3 separate regions of the Mus musculus genome follow, and all the other regions are linked to region 2. Evidence: chromatin contacts called from public HiChIP or PLAC-seq and promoter capture Hi-C data. All regions are on one chromosome and are shown on one strand. The core of a region is the stretch at or near the end of the contact, and the rest is flanking DNA. Distances in the headings are between cores, read along the strand shown.

Evidence for each region. Promoter capture Hi-C pulls out the DNA fragments that hold promoters and counts their contacts. HiChIP or PLAC-seq counts read pairs in DNA pulled down with a chosen protein or histone mark.
Region 1: a promoter capture Hi-C map of neural stem cells shows a contact between it and region 2. The contact joins the promoter of Casz1 here to the promoter of Dffa in region 2. A contact is called at or near these places in 9 of 39 promoter capture datasets (the 3T3-L1 cell line, embryonic stem cells, frontonasal cranial neural crest and 4 more), 10 of 115 datasets of contacts at active chromatin or transcription factors (astrocytes, craniofacial prominence, embryonic basal ganglia and 7 more) and 4 of 9 other capture datasets (adipose tissue, embryonic stem cells, liver and 1 more).
Region 3: an H3K27ac HiChIP or PLAC-seq map of epiblast stem cells shows a contact between it and region 2, with 2.9 times the contacts expected there. The contact joins the promoter of Nmnat1 here to the promoter of Dffa in region 2. A contact is called at or near these places in 5 of 39 promoter capture datasets (cranial neural crest, embryonic stem cells, hippocampal neurons and 2 more), 4 of 115 datasets of contacts at active chromatin or transcription factors (the SCID.adh cell line, bone marrow-derived macrophages, epiblast stem cells and 1 more) and 3 of 9 other capture datasets (adipose tissue, macrophages and pancreatic islet).

Annotation. Positions count from the first base shown.
Region 1 is chr4:148,802,228-148,805,773 of GRCm38.p6, forward strand. Casz1 (castor zinc finger 1) reads left to right here and starts at 2,165. Exons shown (of 21, transcript NM_001159344.1): 1 at 2,165-2,287.
Region 2 is chr4:149,102,238-149,106,187 of GRCm38.p6, forward strand. It overlaps Dffa (DNA fragmentation factor, alpha subunit), which reads left to right and starts at 1,905. Exons shown (of 6, transcript NM_001025296.2): 1 at 1,905-2,149; 2 at 3,915-3,950. The coding sequence starts at 2,014.
Region 3 is chr4:149,483,465-149,486,922 of GRCm38.p6, forward strand. Nmnat1 (nicotinamide nucleotide adenylyltransferase 1) reads right to left here and starts at 1,746. Exons shown (of 5, transcript NM_133435.2): 1 at 1,645-1,746. It overlaps Lzic (leucine zipper and CTNNBIP1 domain containing), which reads left to right and starts at 1,802. Exons shown (of 7, transcript NM_026963.6): 1 at 1,802-2,535; 2 at 3,288-3,396. The coding sequence starts at 3,296.

The DNA of each region.
Region 1 (3,546 bases), core at 915-3,414, 300 kb before region 2:
TGTCACCATCCCCTTCCTGGCCAGGCCTTGTTCATTGTCTAATTCAGTTCTGTCTCCCACTGTGGAGTGTTGGGCTTAGAAAATACATACTCAGTGAATGAATGAGCAAAGGATTACTCCAAATAAACATAACAAAAGGAAACTAGACAGAGGACAAGAAGGGATGGGGAGAGGACTTGAAGGAAGGAGGGGTACTGGATGTCCCCAGGAACAAGGACAGTTACTGGCACTTACAGATCAATATCTTGGCCCAAGCCCTTTTCCTGCATTAACCTACGTTAGTCTTGCAACGCTCCCAGACAGCAATACTGTTATCAGCCCCATTTCTCTGTTGGGATAACTGAGGTACAGAGGTCAAATGTCTCATTCAAGGTCACCCAGTTGGTGAGTGGCTGGTGGTCTGTCCCTGTAGCTCAAGTTGTTGGCTGCTGCTGCAGTGGTGAGCAGGCCTACTTTGTCACCTCTCGGATGACAGTGACTCAGTTTCTCTCCGTGTGGGCTGGCAGGATTGAGCTTGAGATCTCTGGGGGAGGGGGGCATTGGGGTGGGGAGGGCATGTGTTCTCCTGAGTCACCAGGTTCAAGTATCTCAGAAATACTTGGATGAGTCTGAAGCCTGGGAGCTAAGGATGGGAGATGGAAGGGGAGACGTAGGCCACAGTCTGTTGCGGCTGCAGATGACTTCTGTTAATTCTTGGAATAAGGAGGGAAGAGACCAAGATGAACTGGTGGATTTGGGGTTGTCCAAACCCCCAAATCTGCTCTTCGTGGGCTGTCAAATCTGAGTAGTGAGGTCTGGATTTGTTGTTGTTGTTGTGTATGTTTTTGTTTTGCTCCAGTTTATTTTCCTACAAGTGTGACACAGCTGTCACTTACCATAGCATCTGAGGAGTGTGTGACACCTCACAGCACTGACCCAGAGGTTTTATTTAGGAACTCTACCACCTCAGGGCCAGAGAGCCTCAGACTCTGGTCATTTGCCTCTGGACCAATGAACTTTGAGCTCACAGCAGGGCAGGGAACACATCCCAGCAGGCGACTGTCCTAGCGCTGGCCAGGCAAGACAGTAGGGTCATGAAGCAGAGCAAAAGCTTTCCAGTAGGCCCCAGTCCCCAGCAGGGCTGGGCATTGTGGGCGGCATTTTCTCTGAGCAGAACTCACTGTGTAAAGTGCACCTCGAAGTTGGATTATGCTTTGCACTTTTGCTTATTTATGCAATTAATAATTTGCCTATTACAGCGGTCAGTTTCTAACTCATCTTGCCTGGGGGTCCTTCGCCTTTGATTTTTTTTTTTTTTTTTTTTTGGTCTCACTTCCTGAATTTCCATCCTGAATTCTGCAGTAGGAACAAAATGGGTATCATCGCTGAGTCTATGCTGGGGTGTGGTAGCCTGACTGGGAGAGGAAGGACCAGGTGTTAGGGCCAGAGGACCGGTGACCCGCGTAGACAGCTAAGAGGCCCTGCTAGGGTATTGCAAGGATGCAAAGTGTCCTTCAGGGGAGATGAAAACGGCTGTCACCTCCCATCTCCAGGCCAAGGGATCGTCTCCCCCAAGACACTCTGCTTTCTCCGTGGATCTTTCACTTTGCAGCATTCTCGTTTTAATGCACATGATTTGCCCTCCTCCCACGCATAGAGTAAGGTTGTTCTGCGTGGCCTGTCTTGCTCACTTAAGGATTTATTTCTTGCATAAGGGGCTGAATGAAAACTCCCCTTTGCAGAGAGTAAGAGCAAAGAAAATATCAAACAGGGAAGATTTCATTCGACTCTTCTAACAGTCTGGCTTGCAAAAAAGAGAGCCAATTTTCATTGAAAAAGTGGGAACCAAACTCGGGGTGTCAAAGGGTTCAGAATAGCTGGAAAGTAACGCACCCTTGTCCCTTTCTTCTGTCCCAGTCTCAACTCCATTCAGAGGGTGTAGAAACCTTCCGGAACCGCACAAGGGAGCAGCGCGCTCTGATTCTGCTTCGCTGGCCGATCTCGCCGCGCGCGCACGCGGAGCCCAGCCTTGGCGGTGGGTGGGAAGAATGCTAGAGGGGAAGGTCTGGGGGTGTGAGGGTGGAGCGGAGCCCAGCCCCGCGATCCGGCCCGGGTTTTGCATGCCACCCACTCGCCCGTTCGGCCGCGGAGAATTCCATAATCACAGCGGGCGAGAGCGGAGACTGGGAGCGAAAAATCCGGGATCCGGCAACTTCGGTCGCGCATGCGCGCCCGCGGCGCTCCATCCCAAACACACACACATTTTTCCCCGGACTTGGAAAGTCACCCAAAGCCGCCCCAAGTGCAGGTAAGAGACTCGGCGCTCCTTCCACCGCGGCCCCTTCAAGCCCTCCACCTCTGCGGGCCTATTGGGGCGCCTCCAGGTTTCACCCTTGTCCCGGTGCAGTTCACTACCCCCGGGGTTGCCGCTTGCAGCTGGGAGCGGGCGAACGAGCGAACGACCGAGCCAGCCAGCCTGCGAGCGGCGGCTGCCACCCAACTCCGGCTGTACGGGAGGTAGGGGGCACAGAGGGCTGGCACCCCGGCGCGGGGCGGCGCGGCGCCCGCAGTGACCAGGGGAATGCCCGGCGAGCCGCTCCAGTGGAGGGAGGGCTGCAGCTCCTGGGGGTCACTTACTCCAACTGAGGGGTCGGCGGGGTAGGGGAGAAGAGGGGGAGGTGCCAGGCACGAGTACAGGACTTTGCAACTAGGGTGGGGGCGCTTTCCGCGCAGTGGGCTGGGGGCGCAGGTGCTTGCCAATACTGGGTGATCGTTCCTTCTCCCACGCCCCCTCCTGCTGCAGGGGGGTCGTGAGCTGTCTGGAGGAGAGAAGGAGGCAGGGGTGAGGGGCTCCTGGGGTGACTTTGCAAGACTTTGCCCAAGGGAAGGGGTGGGTGGGGATCTCCTCTAGCCGGCTCTTGTGCCCCGACACCGGGGTGTATGTTCTGCCAGCAGAGGTAGGCAGTGTTCGCGTAGGCGCAGGGTGCCAAGGGGAGCTCCGGGTGGGAAAATGAAGGCAAGAGGGTTCTGGGATCTGGGGAGCGGCGCCCCCTTTTCTATCTGTGCCTGGGAAGTTTATCTCAAGTGCGCCGCTCCAAGCGCGGCAAGTGGCGCTTCTTACTCTTTCCCCCTACCCCCGAGTCCCCCCCCGGGCTCCGGCTCGCAACGCTGGGTACTGGCTCCGACCGCTCTGCTGTCGGCTGAAGCTCGCCCTGGATCTGGGGAAAAGTTCCGGGGGAGTTGTGGCGGCTACTGTGTGCGCGGAGAGAGAAGTTGCGCCCGGGGACTTGGGACGCTGGGTTGGCAGGCCCGATTGCGGGTGGAGCGGTGAGCTCCGGCGCCGGAGGTGGGGGCTCTCTCTAGGGATAGGAGAGGATTGGACGGGGTCTGTGACCCTAGGTGGGCTGAGGAGGACCTCGGGGGTTTAGCGTGTGGAGAGGACATGGGGCTGAAATCGGCTCCTGGCAGAGGACAGGAGCATGTAGGGGCACAGGGGACAGTGAAGGGGAGATGACTGGGCCACCAGGACTCTTGGGTCGACCTTCACTATACAGGAGCGTCAAGTGG
Region 2 (3,950 bases), core at 655-3,154:
CAACTCCCTGGTCTACAGCAATGCCCTCCTGTTATTGCTATTTAGCAACCTTTTTGCGTAGTTCAGGAGAGCTGGCTGGTAGACGGCTCATCAGTTAAGAGCACTCACTGCTCTTGCAGAAAAGCCTGGGTCTGGTCCCCACCACCCACATAGTGGCTCACAACTTTCCAGGACCCCAGGGCCAGGGCATGTCTTCTTTTGATCTCAGCAGCAGGTACCGGGCAAATGTGTATGTAGTGCACAGAGATATATGCAAACAAAACATTTATACAATAAATAAATAAATTTAATACAATTTAATACAAAAAATAAAATAAATATTTTAAAGTTTTTCTCTGATGGGACATTGCATTTTTGGCAAGACTGAAAATTAATGTTCTATGTTGAAAACTGACTTCCTTCAAAATATCCTGCAGTGGTGGCTCATGCCTTTAATCCCAGCACTTGGGATGCAGGAAGATTTCTGAGTTCCAGGCCAGCCTGGCCTACAGAGTAAGTTCCAGGACAGCAAGGGCTAAACAGAGAAACCTTGTCTTGAAAAACAAAACAAAACAAAAAATTAATTAATTTTGGTTTTTGAGACAGAATTTCTTTTTTTTTTAAGATTTATTTATTTATTATTATATGTAAGTACACTGTAGCTGTCTTCAGACACTCCAGAAGAGGGAGTCAGATCTCGCTACGGATGGTTGTGAGCCACCATGTGGTTGCTGGGATTTGAACTCTGGACCTTCGGAAGAACAGTCTGGTGCTCTTACCCACTGAGCCATCTCACCAGCCAGAGACGGAATTTCTTTGTGTAACTTTGGCTTGTTCTCCTTGGCCTTGAACTCAATGAGATACAACTGCCTCTGCCTCCCAAGAGCTAGGATTAAAGGTATTCACCAGCATGCTGGGTTACAAAAATAAAATTTTAAGAAACATAAGTAAACCAGCTCCTTTTAAAAACTTAATAATAATTTCATAGCAACCATTTGTGTGTGTGGGGGGGGTATGTGTTCACATGAGCATACATGCATGCATACAAATGTCAGGTTGTGTGATCAGAGAACAACTTTTGGAAATCTGTTTTCCTACCATGCTGGGCTCTGGGATCAAACTCAGGGTGTAAGGACTGGCAGCAAGCACCTTTACCCACTAAGCTATCTTGTCAGCTATTTAACTTAATGTAAAATGTTTACTTAATATTTCAACTTGCTTGTAAATCATATCCTTTAAACTTCAAAAGTCACAAAACCAGTCCTGAAAAACACACAAACACACACACACACAATTTTCTCTTTTATGTAGCTCTGGCTGTGTAGAAACTCACTATGTAGACCAGGCTGCCCTGGAACTCATAAAGATCCTTCTGCCTCCTGAGGATTAAAGGCCTGAGCCACAACACCCAGTTCAATGGCAACTCTTAAAACATGAATATGCATCTGGAGAGATGGCCCAGCAGTTAAGAGCACTGACTGCTCTTCCAAAGGTCCTGAGTTCAAATCCCAGCAATCACATGATGGCTCACAACCATCCGTAATGAGATCTGATGCCTTCTTCTGGTGTGTCTGAGGACAGCTACAGTGTACTTATGTATAAATAAATCTTTAAAAAGGAAAAAAAAAAAACATGAATATATGGCTGGCAATGTAGTGTAGAACTATGCTTACCATACATGAGACCCCGGGTTTTCCATCATACAGTCTTTTAGAGAAGAAAAGGAGGGGAAGGTAACAGGGTAGGGGAAAGAAAACAACAGAAAAAAAAGAAATCTCCAATCTGGACCACTTCCCTAAACTGAATCCCCCCCGCCCCTGGCTTTGAACCCAGAAACTACAATTCCCGTCGTGCCCTGGAACGCCCGTGATTAGCCGCCACTAGAACTACATCTCCCGGCGTGCCTTGGTCTCGCGTAACTTGCTGAGAGAACTACATCTCCCGTCAGGCAGCGGGAGGAAGGTTGTCAAAGCTTAGGGAAGGGGCTCTGGGCTACCTGGGATTTCCCAGAGTCGCCAGGTCCCCACTTTGAGGATGGAGCTGTCGCGGGGAGCCAGCGCCCCAGACCCGGACGATGTCCGGCCTCTCAAACCGTGTCTGCTACGCCGCAACCACAGCCGCGATCAGCACGGCGTGGCAGCCTCCAGTCTCGAGGAGCTGAGGAGCAAAGGTTGGCTGCTGAGGGGACCGGGCGGGGTCGGGAAGGTGACCCCAGAGCCTAGGGACTGCAGGGACCCACGTGGGTCCAGTGATTGACAGATTCCTGGCGTTTTTACTTACCTACACTGAGAGGAGCCGTGAAGGGGACGGGAAACTGTGCAGGTCCAGGTTCATTGACCTGATTTTGGACCAAACCGAGTCCAGCGTATTCTGTCCACTCTGGCTCACAGAGGCGGTACTGGGGCTCCCCGACGGGATGGGAATGGGAGTCCGCACTCAGTACCTATTCCATTAAAAGGGAGCTGTCAGTGCCTGCCCTTAGAGTCCAAGTAAGGAACGTGAGCCATGTTCTGATCCTGACTATACTTTGCATTTAACCATCTCTGGACCCTTAGTTTCCTCAGCCGTGTAGTGGGTGTATTTTCAACTTTGCTTCAAAGGATTCTTGGGACTCTCAAGTGAGATGGTCTGTTCAATGGTTACTTACAAGCGTTATTAGCCCGTAGCAACAAATGAGATACTCAAAGAAGTTCTGCAGGTCTTTCATGTCAGCTAGCTCCGGGCACGGATTCACCTGTGCCAGGGTGTGCATCGCTTCCGGAGAGCTAGCTACTGAGACCCAGGAGCAGGGTTTGATCTGGTGACAGGGGTTCTGTCACACCAAGGCTTGCATTTCACCCCAGCACAAGGTTAGTTCAGCTTAGTGCCACTTCAGTTGCATTGGCTGGGTGTCCTTGGCCCCAGAGACTTCTGTTCTCTGCAGCAGAGCCTATAGCAGACTGACTGGCAGTTCTATTTTGGGTGATGACAGCCTTATGGAAAGCCTCTTGCCTGGCAATAATATAAATGAAATGACACTGAGTAAAGCTTCTGCCAATACTGTAGTTTCCTTCAGTCTAGAAGAACTGCAAAAGAAGATAGCCACAGAGAGAATAAACCACCTACTTTTTGTTTTCTGACATTTGATGTGTAGAATTCAAGATTACCACCGAATAAATGAGCAAGGGACAGCATTACGCGTCCACTGTAATCAGACCAGCCTCTGGTTGGATGCTTATTTATGTAGACTCAAATGCCTCCTATGTGAGGATGCTGGAAAGATGGCTCAGCTGCTGAGAGTGCTTTCTGCTCTTGCAGAGGATCTGGGCTCAGTTCTTAGTACCCACATGGTGGCTCACAACCTTCTAGTACTCCAGTTCCAGGGCATCCAACACCCGCTTCTGGGCTCCATGCATGTGGGTGGGCACAACACATGTATGTAATCTACACACATACCTTCAGAAAAAAGAAACCACTCATGAATATAAAATCTAAACAAACAAAAAGTTTAGGGCTGGAGAGATGGCTCAGTGGTTAAGAGCACTCACTGCTCTTCCAGAGGTCCTGAGTTCAATTCCCAGCAACCACATGGTGACTCACAACCATCTGTAATGAGATCTGATGCCCTCTTCTGGTGTGTCTGAAGACAGCTAAGTCAGTGTACTGATATACATAAAGAAATCTAAAAAAAAAAAAAAAAGTTTAGTCTTAACTATGCTACTTACAGTAGGATTTTGAGTAAATTCCTTAATCTCTCAGAGCTTGGGTTCATTGTCTATAAATTGGGAATAATAATAGTAACTCCTTTGTAGCATCAGTTTTTTACCGGAAACGCAGTAAGAATGGGACCAGGCGTGTGATGAATGTCACATACGTGGGGCATACCAGAGAGTTCTAAGACAGATACCATTTCCTTATGGATGTTTGTCACCTGGCAACTATTTTCTTCTTCTCAGCCTGTGAACTCCTGGCCATTGATAAGTCCCTGACGC
Region 3 (3,458 bases), core at 496-2,995, 380 kb after region 2:
TAAAATGTCTGCTGCACATCATAACCACGCAAAAAGCATGCCAAGACTAGCCATCATAGAAGTTGCTTAATGAGTGCTGAAGAAGCGGGAAACGATTGGTCAACTGATACCACAGGATCGCCATTAAAAACACCTTCATACGAAGGAGGAGTGAGTGTCTACACAATACTCTCAAGATTGCTACAATGACTTCCTATAAACCTCGGATCTTATAAAATAGGGACATTAGAATCTGAGCCGATGACACCGGCAGAAGTGGACATTGTCAAAAGAAATCGCTCATCTCAGCAAAGTGAAGCTTCACAGGAAAACAGTCGTGCAGACCTAAGATCTCACCAAGATCAATCTATACATTCTTTACGTTGTGGGAACTTTTGGATAAAGAGAATCTCTTTATGGGTTACAACAATCTTTCATATTACTACAGCCAATTATTTTGTAGAACATATAGCCAGTGTCTGAGCCTCACTCTGCTGCTGTGACAAAACACTCTGACCAAAAGCAACTTGGGGAGGAAGGGTTCTTTTGCCTTATACTTCCAGGTCAGTCCATCACTGAAAGAATTGGGGCACGGGCTCTAGGAGGAACCTGAAGCAGACACTACTGAGGAATGAATGCTGCTGCCTCCTGGCTTAAACTCAGTCTGTAGACCAGACTGGCCCTGAACTCAGAGATATCATTCCATCTCTGCCTCTTTAGTGCCAATGCCCAGCACCTAGGAAGCTGGCTTTCTTATACAGCCCAGTACATCAGGGTGGCCTCGAACTCAGAAATCCACCTGCCTCTGCCTCCCGAGTGCTGGGATCAAAGGCCTGCGCCACCACGCCCGGCTTAACTATGAACTTCTAACACCCCCCCCCCTTCAACTTCACAAAGGCATCACTGTAAGCTATAACCTTTCGATTTCTTGTCTCCAAAGTCCCTGTTAACATTATAAAACAAAAGCATAGACCAACTTTCAAAATTCTCAGTCTTTCAAAATTTCAAAACTTTTAAAGTTCCGAGTCTCTTTAAAAGTCCAAGTCTTTTAATCATGAGCTCCTGTAAAATCAAAATAAGTTTCATACTTTCTAATCCCAAAAGGGCAGAACCAGAGAATAGGAATAATCACAATTAAGCAAACCCAGAATCCAACAGTGTAGCTCAATATCCGACATTTGGGACTCAGGATCTGGGTCCCAAAGGGCTGGCATAGCCCTTTCTCCACTCAGCTCCCTGGTAACAGTTTACAGTCCACTCAGCAGCAATTTAACTGGTTCTCAAAGGCTGTGTGGGCTTGCTCTTTCCCAGATTTGGAAACGACTAAAAGGGAATGTCCTTCTCAGCACTGGCTTTCCCCCATTGCCTCTCACCCACATCCCTCTAAGTTCATGGGCGTCTGCTCTCAAGAAATCTCTAGAGAGGAAGAATCCAGGCCACCCCAAGTGGGGGAACTGACCTGCACCAAGGTCACAGGAAAGTTACCAACTTTTTGGTTCCAAGAACTAAAGGGCAAGAGTTGACTATGAAGAGCTGGCCCCAGGGACCGTTACAAAAGTCTCTAAAGGCCCAGCCATTGTGCATTGTCCCTTGCTTGGCAAAGTACGGGTCACCGGGCTAACGCTCGCACAGGCTCGTCTCCTAGGACCTCGGTGGGTTGCTTACCAGGCCTTGAAGGCCAAACGGCCCTAGTCCTCCAGGAGACAACCTCGGCCCGGACGCCAGCGCAGGGAACACCGCCGCCTTGCTCTCATTGGCCCCACACAGCCGGAAGTGCGCGAATCCAGCGGAAGTGCTCGCTCCATGCGGTCCGCCAGGCCGGGGAGTCAGGTAGGCGGGGCCCCTGGTTCCAAACCCTGGGATCCGCTAGCGGGCGGCAGGCGGGGATCGGGAGGGCGAAGGAGGTTGTCCTGTTTTCCGATCAGGGAGGACGGAGAAGCGTTTCGCAGGCGTAGGACTCCCCGCCTCCTCAGGTGACCACCGGGCCTGCTGGAGCCCGGCCTTGGCGGGACCTGCACACCTCGGCGGGAGCTTGGAGTTCGTCTGTCCGCGGGGAGGAGGCCGGCATCCGAGCGTGCGGTCCGGCTCTGCCTTATTTTTGCTCCGGTGGTCCCGGGCCCGGGCTTTGCTCACCTCCGTCCCTGAGAAGGTGTGCTTTCTGCCCTTGCCTTCTCGTGCGTCTGAGTTGGACAGTTTTCCTCAAGCCGAGTCCCGAGTGCTGTGGCCTCACCCAGAGGAGACTCGGCAAAAGCTACGGGAGGCACAGCCCAGGGATTCAGTGGCCTCTCCCGCGTCTTCCTAGGAATGGAGAACGTATTTCAGTTACAGTCTGCTTAGCGGGAAGTGATCTGGACAGCTGTAGGCCAAGTTCAGACACAGCAAATAAAACTCTTAACAGTTTTACCTTGTTCTAGCCAGCTCCACCCCAGGAGGTTTGAAGTTTGAGCCTCCGGTAAACTTTATGACAACTTCGCTTTCCTCAAATTGATGACACTCAGAGCTCCGACAGTTGGCGAGTTTTGAGCACCGTGCACGGGACAGGATACTGGAACCCCGGTGAGCGTGAATGAATATATTCCACTCCAGATGACAGTGTTGGCCATTTCGGCAGTCTCAAAGGAAACGCATCACTTTTATTCAATACTAGGTGGTGCCAGTGAGTCAAATCTTTCTGGTCTAAATCTGTAGTGTGGTTAAAGTTTTTTTGTTGTTGCTTTGTTTTTTTTTTTTTGTTTTTGTTTTTTTTTTTTTTGTTTGTTTGTTGTACAAGCCTTTATTTTTCCTTAAATTTATTCAGAATAACTTTGCCTTTTGAGACTGTATTGCAGCTTGGGAGTGCAGTCTGGCGTAGCGTATATGTAGCATTCTGGTTCCTCCATTTCCCCCAAGAAGAGATAAATTTTTGTGTTAAACAGTAATAACTTACTGTGCAGGGGATTTATCTTAATGGTAGAGTCCTTGCTTAGCAGGAATGAGCGCCTGGATTCAATCCCCTGTTCTGGGGGAAGAAAAACAAGTCTGGGCATGTTAGCACATACCTGTAATCTTAGAAAAAATATGTTCTTTTCATTTTACATTTTCATAATTTACTTTTTTCTTTTTCTTTTTTTGGGGGGCGTGGTTCTAGACAGGGTTTCTCTGCGTAGTTCTGGCTGTCCTGGAACTCACTCTGTAGACCAGGCTGGCCTCGAACTCAGAAATCTGCCACCCAGCATTTTAGATTTTCTTAATTTTGAATTGCACCAATATGTTGAATCTTCCCAAGTAACCAAATACAGTGTACTCATGTGGGCTTATTGTTCTTACAGTGATTAAAATGGCTTCCAGAGGAAAGACAGAGACAAGCAAACTAAAGCAGAATTTAGAAGAGCAGTTGGATAGACTGATGCAGCAGTTACAAGACCTGGAGGAATGCAGGTAAGTTATAACTATATGTTCTCACTCCGTAAACACTTGTTTGTACGAAGAGAGGTCAGGCT